Regions from separate parts of the Rattus norvegicus genome. Here region 2 is linked to region 1. A link is a contact called in public Hi-C data. All regions are on one chromosome and are shown on one strand. The core of a region is the stretch at or near the end of the contact, and the rest is flanking DNA. Distances in the headings are between cores, read along the strand shown.

Evidence for each region. Hi-C and Micro-C count contacts between places; a contact is called where the count stands out from the background.
Region 2: a Hi-C map of the A7r5 cell line shows a contact between it and region 1, with 3 times the contacts expected there. The contact joins the promoter of Dyrk2 here to the enhancer-like site in region 1. A contact is called at or near these places in 8 of 12 Hi-C or Micro-C datasets (the A7r5 cell line, the Rat2 cell line, Schwann cells and 5 more) and 1 of 1 datasets of contacts at active chromatin or transcription factors (oligodendrocytes).

The regions. Positions count from the first base shown.
Region 1 is chr7:55,950,160-55,955,719 of GRCr8, forward strand. No RefSeq gene overlaps it. Among named protein-coding and RNA genes, the nearest start is that of Ifng, 160 kb to the left of the region's middle. Within about 2 kb of position 2,257, at least 1 of the 93 cell types and tissues checked has an H3K27ac peak or open chromatin away from gene starts, as enhancers often do. A contact at or near this core is called in the A7r5 cell line, where this site is marked.
Region 2 is chr7:56,245,233-56,250,136 of GRCr8, forward strand. It overlaps Dyrk2 (dual specificity tyrosine phosphorylation regulated kinase 2), which reads right to left and starts at 3,428. Exons shown (of 3, transcript NM_001108100.2): 1 at 2,978-3,428; 2 at 2,408-2,556. The coding sequence starts at 3,026.

The DNA of each region.
Region 1 (5,560 bases), core at 1,007-3,506:
AGTTGAGACAGGCTATTTTGCTAAGCATGTCCCCTCCGTGGAACAGTTTCCATTGTTTTTCCAGCACGTGTTGCCTGTATTCTCACTGCCTACACATGATCTCTAAGCTATTAGAACTTTTAAAACTTTCTAGTAATGCTTGGCTAAAATAGGGTTTCTGTGTTGGTGATGACACTGCCAACTGCTCTACCCCACGGGTGTTACCCTGTGAGTCCCACCTAACCCTGAGGCCTAGGAAATACCCGAGTTGGGAAGCCATTTCCCTCTACATACTGATTCATGATCATAGGCTCGTTCCATCTACTGCCTCCAGAACCCTGACGGCCTCTCTTCCAACCAGTGGATGGGAGAGGAAAGGACTCACTCAACATGCCACTCAGCTCCTACCTTGTTGCCCCGGACTACTCGCCCCCAACGCTACCTGTTCTTGGGGGTTGGAGGTTAGGTGGCTTTGAGTCAGTGTTACAGGCTCCCGGAGCAGGTGAGAAACGCAGCAGCAAGCTCGTTGAAGCACTTCTGCAAGCTCCATTGGTCCAATGAGAGCATCTCTTCTAAACAGCAGTTCCGGATTGGCTGGTATTGTCTGTGTCTGCAATCTTTGGTCTCTCAGGACGTCTTCAGTTAAGTTGTCCTGCAGGAGATGTCTTTTCGGCTGCATGGCCCTCAGTGTTTATCCAAGAGGCTGCCGCACCGTTCCTCCCATTGGTGGGAAGGCATCGCACACTCCTTAGTAGCCTCTGAAAGCGGAAGCGCCAAGTGCATGTAGATAGTTTTCTCTGCTTTCTTTTGTTTGTTTGTTTGCTTGTTTTGTTTTGTTTACCTGCCATATAGGCTGCATTACCCTTTGGTCAAAAGTTGTTAAGCAACTACATGAAACCCAATTCACTGAGTTCATCTTCAATATTTGTCGCCTCAGCCTATTTCAGTGAGGACTGTTAGCTAATTTTCTCACCGCTGAGACAAAACAGAAGCTATGTAAGGGGAAAGAGTTTATTTCACTCACAGATTAAGGGATCCGGGCATCATGACAGGAAGTCACTCACACAGAAACAGGAAGCAGTGAGTCACATTGTTTCCGCTGTCAGGAAGCAAAGCGAGGTTAGTGTTAGTCCTCTGCTCACTTCCTCCCTTGTCTTCAGCCTGGGAATCCATCCTCCAATGGCACTGCCCACACTCAGGCTGTGTGTGTGTCCCTCCATTTAAGCCTTTCTGGAAACACCCTCACAGACACACTCAAAGCTGTGTTCCCATGGTGATTCTACATCCCATCAGGCTAACGATAAAGATTAGCTATAACATGAAGTAAAATCCCAAGGAGGAGAAAAAAAAATCAACATTTATTTTTTAAAAATTTTTGAGATTATAATATAATTATTTCATTCTCTTCCTTCCTTTATTTCCTCCAAACTCTTCTACATATTGCTTTCTTTCAAACTCATGGCCTCTATTTCTTTAAATATATATTATATATAATAAATGTATAATATATAGTATACACATTATATTCTGCTCAGTCTGTACAATGTTACTTAGACTAGAACAATGAACATCGTAGACTTTCAGGGCTGATACTCGATGTTGGATAAGCGACTGATGTGTTCTTCCCCGGGAAGACTATTCCTCTTGCTGTCAGCATGCCTTAGTTGCCTGCAGCAACTCTGTGTAGCATTGTGGCCTCTTGAGCGTTCTCCTTCCTTGTGAATGTGTCTACAGGTGACATTCATGCTCAGGTCATCTACCCAGGGCTAGAGAAGTCATGGATCTCGGAGGAGAGCCAGAAACTGACCCTTCATGAAACCAGCACAGGTCCTAAGTGTACTGTAAGCATTTGCCCTTACGCCTACAGGGGAGTGTAGTTCCCACCCCTCACCAAGGAGTCTTTGCAACGAATGGAGACGGTAACAGAAAACCACAACTGATCAAGGAAGAGTCTAGTGACATCTGATACATCTGTAGGGAGACTACTGCACCCAATACTCAGTGTCATTGTGGAAAGCTGGGGGAGTTGGGGTGGGGGTGGGGGGTAGGGAAGGTGGGTGAGAGGAGGTGGGGGGTGTGATATAATAGCCAGAAGAACAGGATGTTTTCTGTGAGACTGTATCTTTAGAAATTCAGAAGCTACACACATGAGTCTCCCCAGTAGAGTGCCTAAAAGTCAGTGTTCCCTCTGTTAAACTTCACCATGGCAACAGCATCTCTATAAACACAGCAATGATTTAGGGAATATATTTTATTAACTGACACGTGGTGATGGACAATAAAACATGATGTGGCTTGCAGGCTTCCTCTGGTTCATTGTTCTAGTCTGTGGTGCCTTTTCAGAACTGTTTGTTCTCTGTGGTCTCAAGGTTCATAAAATGGTATGAATTTATTTCCACAGACAAACAGCTGAACCATGTGTGGGTGAGTGGACGGGAATGTTCTGGATGAACCGTGTCCATTAAAAACATGCTGATTCCTTTCCTTCAGCACCTTCAAATGAGATCTTATATGAAAGTATGGTCCTTATAGATGTATATGGTTGAGGTGAGGCCATTAGGGCAAACCACGATTTAAAATGACCAGAGTCCTCACAGGAAATAAAGACAGGCCCACAGGAAAAGGGTCAGGGGTGGTCAGAAGCAGAAGCTGCAGTGGACTGCCGTTCATCTCTGAGGGCCACCGGCAGAGGCAGAGAAGTAAGGACAGATTATACTCAAAGTCTGAACAATAACACACTGTTGTTGATCGACCTTGGTTTTGGACTGCCAGCTTCCAAATGTTCAAGAGCAGATAGTTTTTTCTGTTTAAGTCATCCAGTGTGGCCCTCGGTTGGTTAGGCTGGAGAAAGCAATGAAAAGAGCACAGACAGAAGGCAGAAGAGGTCTGGGGATCATTGACACCTCCCACAACCACAATCTGTGGGGATAAGACACTTTACCTCTCGGAGCTTCTCAAATACAAAATAGGAGAGGATGGTTGTTTTTTAAAGGTCTGTTAGGAGTACTAAAAATTACCGTTAGCCTATGCCCTGACAAAGTAAAAATGCTGTGTTATTAGAAGCCTATGGTGACTGTTTTGGTGTTTGAGTGGCGTGGGGGTGTTTTAGATATTACACACTGCACCTTTGGATGAGATGAAACATTTTTTAACCTCCCCAGGTTCTCAATAGTCTACCGCTTAGTGACAATGATGACTTCACGCTCGGACTCTTTAACTTTGGAGTCCAGAGAGGAAAGAATTTCAACAAGAAAGATCAGATGGTCTGACAATGCAGTCGACTTACTGATTGGAGGAGAACTTGCTGAGGACTTGCTGTGGTCCACTGTGTTGGGGATGCAACAGGGAAGAAATGAAGCACACGCAATGGATGACAGGAAGGATCTACTGATCAGAGTCCTGAGGGCAGTGAGGTAAATGTGCTCAGGGTAAACATTGTATTCCCTGCCCAGAGCCAGGGCAAACTTCCTAAAGATGTTCCCTCAGCTGAGCCCCCATGTGCAAGTGCCAATCACCAAGCCTGAACCGCTGAATGACAGAGACGGTACAAGCCTCAGGTGAAGCCCTTCCTACGGGCCAGCTTCTGAGTTGCCACAGGAGCAGTTCTGACTGTTCTTGTGTATTGTGTGATGTAATTCCCTCAGACTTGGAAACTTTATCTTACCAAAAGCAATCGAGTGTTCCTTTGTCATCTAACTACTTATTCTGGGCTTCTATTTGCTCCAAAAACAAGTTCTCTGACCACAATTTTCAGTTGAAAAGAAACCATACTTCTGCATAATACGATCAAAACCATAGTCGACTCTTTTTGTCTCATCTATGTCACTTGTTGTGAACTTTTTTATGCTGGTGGAGTGGGAGTTTAAACTGGTGCAGATACTATAGAAACGAGTATGTAGGGATATCAAAAGGGTAAAAATCTGATCCAGCCACTCTGGCCTGCCTATGCCCAAAGGATTCTATACCGTACCATAGTACATCCATGTTAATTGCTGTTCCTTGACAGTAACAAGAAAATGGAATCAGTTTGGATGCCCATCAGGAGATGTATGATAATGAACACGTAACCCGTGTGCGATGGGATTTTATTCACCTGTAAAAAAAAAAACTGGAATTAGGAACATAGAAGGAAAATGAATGGAACTGGACAATATTATACTAAATCAGGGTCACTCAGACTTGGAAGCTGAGTGTTGTAGACTAGGAGAATCAGCTACATATCCGACTGGGGATGCCTCTCTCTAGTGTGTTTCAGGACTAAAAAACGACCAAGCAAACTCAAAGACTAAACGGGCAAATTAAACAGACGTCTCCCAAAGGGTGAATTACAGGTAGCCAATAAACACATGGAAAAATCCTAGCATACTTAGTCATCAGAGAATTGCAAACCACAAGCATGTTTGACAGGGAAATGGGGCTAGTTGGAAAGAGTAAACGGGCCAGTGGGATAGAGGTGGGACAGGAGAGAAGGAAAAGCCTAAAACCCCTCTCTCTTTATCAGAAATAATAATTTTAAAAACACAGGGACTAGTTGAAATTTCGGAGCAAACATCAACACACTCTCCACCCATTTCTCCCGGGAGCATTCAGGTTTGTTTGCATCATCAAAAGTCTACATCATCGGTCAACCAACGAGCACCCTAGTCTATCCTGTCTGAAGGTCTTCTACAGCAGATTTAGAGAGCGCTTTTTTAACAAATCTTATTGCTACTGTTAACTTCGATGCCGAAAAAAAGTACTTCCATGAATAATCTCATTCATCAAAGTATGTTTTCATTCACAATAACTCCCCAGTGAGGATGTAGAGGTGTAGGTTGGGAATTCAGACACAGGAAAGAAAGTCAACAAGGGAGCTGTGTGTGACGTTGACTCAGGCAGGGAGGGCTTCTCTTAACCTTCTCTTACTTGGACCTAAGAATCCCAACCACCATGTCACAATGCCTATGGAATCTACCTCCCAGGAGCAAGTAGCTTGTGTGTTTTGGGTGACTGTCCAGCAGAGCTTGAGTCTGAAAGGGGCTCAGCCCGTCCGTGGTGTACTCCATGTCTGGGTGAATGTGCTGGACTACAAAATGTGGGCAAACCTACTCCTGTCAGGGACTGGAGCTCTCTTGTCTGTGTCTTCCAATGTCTGCTTTGGCTTTTAAGTAGAATCCTGCTTGTCAGGATTGTTTCTGTTTGTGTTTTCCCCCAGACTCTGGTGGTTTTTCTCTAAGATGGGTTCCTCTCCAGGCTCTAAGCTGTCAGGGCCCCCCCCCCCCAGCATTTTCTAGGGAGCTTGCTATTTTGTTTTAAATAGTGGATTAATTGCCATGTTCCTTTGTATTCTTTGCTTCTTTGATTGGTTAGGTGGATTTTTTTTTTTAACCATTATGCTGGGAGGGCAAGTCATTGACCGCGTTTCTGCATTTTCAGACAGCTCTAACTCGTAGATTCACGCTCCCATCTCAGCTGATGTCTTTAGTAGGAAAAGCAGGTAGACATCGTAAGGCAAATAGGTGAGCAATGGAGGGGGACAAAAATTGAGTAACTAGAAAGATACTTTACGATATATGACAGCTGCATGGTCTTTTTAAACAAA
Region 2 (4,904 bases), core at 2,178-4,677, 300 kb after region 1:
TAAAACTGAGGAGTGGAAAAATAAATCACGGATGAGTAATTTAAACATTAAAAAGTTATAAAGATATATACCAATATCTTGGAGTTGATAGAAACGAAAAGGTTTCCAATATTTTATCATTTCCTATATATTATTTTTTAAAAAAAAGCCGATGAGAATTGAGAGACTTATTAGTTTGACTTTTAGGACAAGGTGACCTAAAACTAAATTGCTATAGTATACAATAAAAGTCAGAAAGAAAGACGAAAGAAAGAAAGAAAGGAAGAAAGAAAGAGAGAGAGAAAGAGAGAAAGAAAGGAAGGAAGAAAGAAAGAAAGCAAACTACCATGGGAAATTCCAAAGTTCATATTCCAGACGTGTGCTTAAGGGAAAAGGTGGGCCTGCTCTGCTCATTTTTCTTACTAACCTTTCTCCCTCAGTCATTCCTCCACAGTTCCTGCCAGGTGTAGCTCCAGAAATAAACACACAAACACTTCTGAAAGTGTGGAAGGCAGGGGACTCTAAATCTGCAAAGATTCTAGTATTTATAACAAAGCTAATACTGGTTCCCTGAACCAGTAGTCCCAAGTAGTACATTAAATGAAGAGTTGGGAAGGTGTGTGACTGACGATACACATTCGAGCTGTCCACGGACTCCTGACAGCTCAGTTAACTTGTGGAGTCTTCATTCCCATGCAAACATGCACAGGAGCCGGATAAACTCTGTGTTCCTCAACGCCCCTGAGCCGGGAAACCTGTAGAGTCCTACGAACCACATCAAAACACTTGAAACATAAAGCTTCACTTTCAAAACGGAGCGTCCAAGGATGCGGAGCAACTGAAATTTACCCTTCGGTGTATAACAGCCATGTCACACACAGGCCACAGCACAGCACAGGCATCTATGCCGAAATCACCTTCATGCCTTTTCCTTTCCGGTGCCACACAGGCTTTCCACTTGTGGCAGTTTTCCCCTCTCCCAATTTCATGACATATTTCAGTTGCAAAGAAGTTCTGATCAGGCAAAGGCCATCCTTAACAAAACTTGGAAATCGAATGCAAATTGAGTTATTCCTTGTCCAGTTCACAACATGTAACACGATCACACCAACACATGGGGGGGAAATGGACGCTGGGTTTTCCAAACTGTCAGATGATTCTAAACCAGCCAAAACCACAGAAAAGCCAAACCTCCAAAACCAACGATGACTCCTTTCTAGGATGCCCTTGTGGCAGTCACATCCCCACTACCTGCAGGCTCTCTTTCCCAGCGAGATAGTACGACCCAGATGAGTTCATCCCTGTGTAATGAATCCCCAGCTCCTAGCATAGACTCACCGAGAAAAACAGAGAATAACAAAACATGTCTATGAAATTGTCTACCTCTCTTGTACGCCTCCAGCACAGCTAACGTCGGTCTCATCTCCCGTGATAAACAAGTTTCAGTCACAAATGACTCCCCTTCTTCCCCCCAGAGATGCTCCCTGCAGGCCACAAACCATGGGTGGGTACTTTCAAGCAACTTTCACTTAGCCACAAAATCCTACATCCTGCAGGCAACCTCACACAGAAACCATCCTAGGTTGCTCACATTCCCAGAGAGCCTTTGGGAAAGAGATCTTTAAAACCATCACCTGCAAGCGCACACCTCCTTTAGGCTCATGGTCACCATCCAAAGGCCATCGCTAGGGGCTGAGGAAAGGTACAAGCTGAAGTCAGCCCAGCTCCCCAGTCTCTGCAGCCACCAGTCCCAGGCTCCGCACTCCCCAGGGCCTCAAGGGACTGCACAGCCCTTGTCAGGTGCCCTTCCCTTGCCACCTACAAAGCAAAGCCGGCCCTTTCCTTTTGAGTCAATATCCACGCTGAGAATCCTACAGTGGTGGTTGTTTTGTTTTGACTACTGCTGTAGCTCTTATTTTTGTTAATGTTAATTACAATTTCTGCTGTGCTCAAACCTGTAGCTCTCATAAAACATGCTTACACACGCGGGGGACAATTGGCGGGTGCTCCCTGCTGGCTGCAGCCAGGCCTCTGAGGCTCTTTGGGGGATCGATTTTCCGGGCAGGGTAGCCTAGCTGTCCCCTAACACATACGTTTCTATAAATATCCACTACCCCTGGGGTTGGGAATAGATGTTTACCGGCCGGGGAAGGGAGCTCTAGGAAGCACAGATGAAAAAAGGGGGGAGGGGGCGCAAGGAGGAAGTTCCCAGGAAAAGGAGCTCTGGTGTGGGCGAGCTTCAGAGGGAAGCGAGGGGCCCACGCCACGAATCTCTTTTGTGGCAGCAGCTCGGGGCTCGCCCAAGTTACAGAGGGCGGCGTCGAGGACAGGCCCCTGCCAGGGGCGTGGAGATTCGGCCCTCTCTTCCCACAGCAAGAACCCAACAAGCCAGGGGTCTGCCCGGCGCCCTCCCAAAGCCAGGTCTCACCGTGTGGGATGTAGTGGTAGCGTTGCTGGCCCGGAGAGGCGGCAGGGCGATGGGGGAGGGTGGGCCGGTCCCCACTCCGCTTCGGGGAGCCCCCGCGCCGATCCCCGGGGAAGCCTGAAGCTGGCGAACGGCGGTGTCCCCTCCTCGGCCTGGGAGCCACGCGCGGGAGGAGACAAAAGAGGGTCAGGGTGGGGAAAGAGAGCTACCCAGACCCCCGCCCCCGCCCCGGTGGGCAGAGAACCCCCTCTTCCAGGGAGAAGATGGAAGGAGACACCCGGCCCGGGAAAAGCCGGCGGCGTGCGGGAAAGGAGGGGGGTCGGGACGCGGCTCCCCGGCGCGCACCCGCCAGCTGCAAAGTTAAGTTCGCGACCCGGAGGGGAGCAGCGCTGGGCCAGAGCTCCGGAGCCCACGTCGCCGGGCCGGGGGAGGGGAGGGCGGGCCACCGAGAGGGCGCTGCGGCGGGGTCGCGCTCCGGATGCCCCTCGCTCAACCCGCCGGGTTCAGGGATCCCGGGGCACCAACACGCGCAGCCCGCGCCCCGTGCCGCCGACAGGGTCCCGGGGCCCTTACCGGTCGGGTAGGCGGCGGGAGCGGCGGCCGAAGGTTTCCTGGTTAACATGGCCGCGGGAGAGGAACGTGCATGGCAGTGCTGCCCTCGCCGCCGGTCCCGCCGCTACTCCTCGCCGCCGCCGCCGCCGCCGCCGCCTCCTGGTCGCCCCTCACGCGGGTCCCCCGCGCCTCGTCGCTTCCTCTCTCCCGCTACAGCCAGACACACGCAGTCCACTGCATCCCCTCGGCCCGGACCCGCCGCCGCGAGCCCCCCGCTCTCCTCCTCGCCTCCGCCGTCCCCCTCGTCCTCGGGCGGCTGCTGTACCCCCCGGCCCGTGCACATGCCTCGCCCTCCCCTGCCGCACCGCTGGCCTCCCCGACTCCCTCACATCGGGGCCGCGGGGAGCGGGCTGCGGCCGCCGGGACCCACTCGCTCGGGAGCCTCCTCCCGGGCCTGCGCGCGTTCGCGCACACTCGCACACACGCTCGCCCCCGCGGCTCGCGCCCGAGAAGGCCAGCCCCGCCCCCGCTGAGGCCCCGCCCCGGACTCCCCCGGCCCCAGCCACACAGGCTGGCGGCCACCCCACCCCCACCCGCCACCCCGGGAGTCCCACCCTCTCCGATCTTCCGCAGAGCCGTCCTCCGCTCCCAGGAAAACTGCGGCTCGGGCTCGCCCTGCGCCTCCCCTGCGGCCATCTGCCCTCTCCCCGTGTCCCCCTCGCCCCTGCGACGCCCCTCCCTGCCCTACCGCGCAACCTACCGCGGCCGGCCTCCTCCCGAAATTGCTGCAGAGACCCCTCCCTCTCCCATCACGCCCCTAAACACCGCCCCTAATGGCTGCTCCCAGACAATACTGCGGCCCCCCAGCCCCGGCCCCTGTCCCTGTCCCAGTGGCCCAGCCAACCCCTCTCCCCAGTTTTATCATGGAGAGAACTTAGTTGTATGAGGGTCACCTCGGAAAGTCAGGCCCCGAGGAGGGACTGCGGCTGAGCTTGGTGACCCAAGCATGGACGAAGGAAGGGGCTGCCCTTCCACTTCCATCTCGGCCACGCACGCCCTCCCTGATTCACTGACACCGAGTGACCGCTGCCCTCCAGTCTCTAGGACAAGGGGAGGCAGACAGGCGCCTGTGGACCGCAGCTGAGGTAGCAGTTGGCTGTGGGTTGCTAGGCAAAAATAAACATCAGAGACGCCTCCCATTTCCTTACAACTCGAAGCCTTTCCCCAGCGCGGCCACTGAGACAGACACACCTTCCTTTCAGCTCTCTGCTGCACTGGGGCGACACCTCTGATTCCCCACATCCTCGGAGGAAAAGATTCTTTTTTTCTTTCCCTTCCCAGACACGTGGAGAATTTCCCTGCCCTATTCATTCGTGGGCTACAGCCTCTGCTTCCCAGAAAGAACAGCATTTGTTTCTCTGTCGCACACCTATGCTTTGTCGTGCGTGGCACACTTGGGCACCTTTGTCCACTTGAACAGTCAGGTGTGGAGCGAAAGCTCGAAAAATCCCCAGCAGATAGGGAAGAAAGTTGGACCGCGTCCAGGCATGCACTTCCTTCCTGGGAGGTGCCTAGTTTCTGAACTGCTCCTGGAGTCCTGTGTCCATCCCTTATTGCCCTGCTCCTTGTGTCTTCTCCAAGTCCCAGAGTGCTGGCCCCAACTAGAGCAGACTTCAGTCTAGAGGGAGCTACCTCCTGCAGAGTTGTACAGGCTATGCTGTTGGCAAATTGTCATAGCAACCTCTTGCAAAGATCACCTCAGCTTTAACCAAATGCCAAAAGGACGGGCCCACATTACAGTGTGACCCTCTAGGGCGCCTACAGAGTAATAAGAGGAGGGCACACTCCACCTTCGAAGAGAATGACAGAGACAGAAAGGAGAGAGACAAACACAGGCAGAGACACAGAGAGACAGAGACAGCCTAATTTTCTTCCTTTTGCAAGAAAG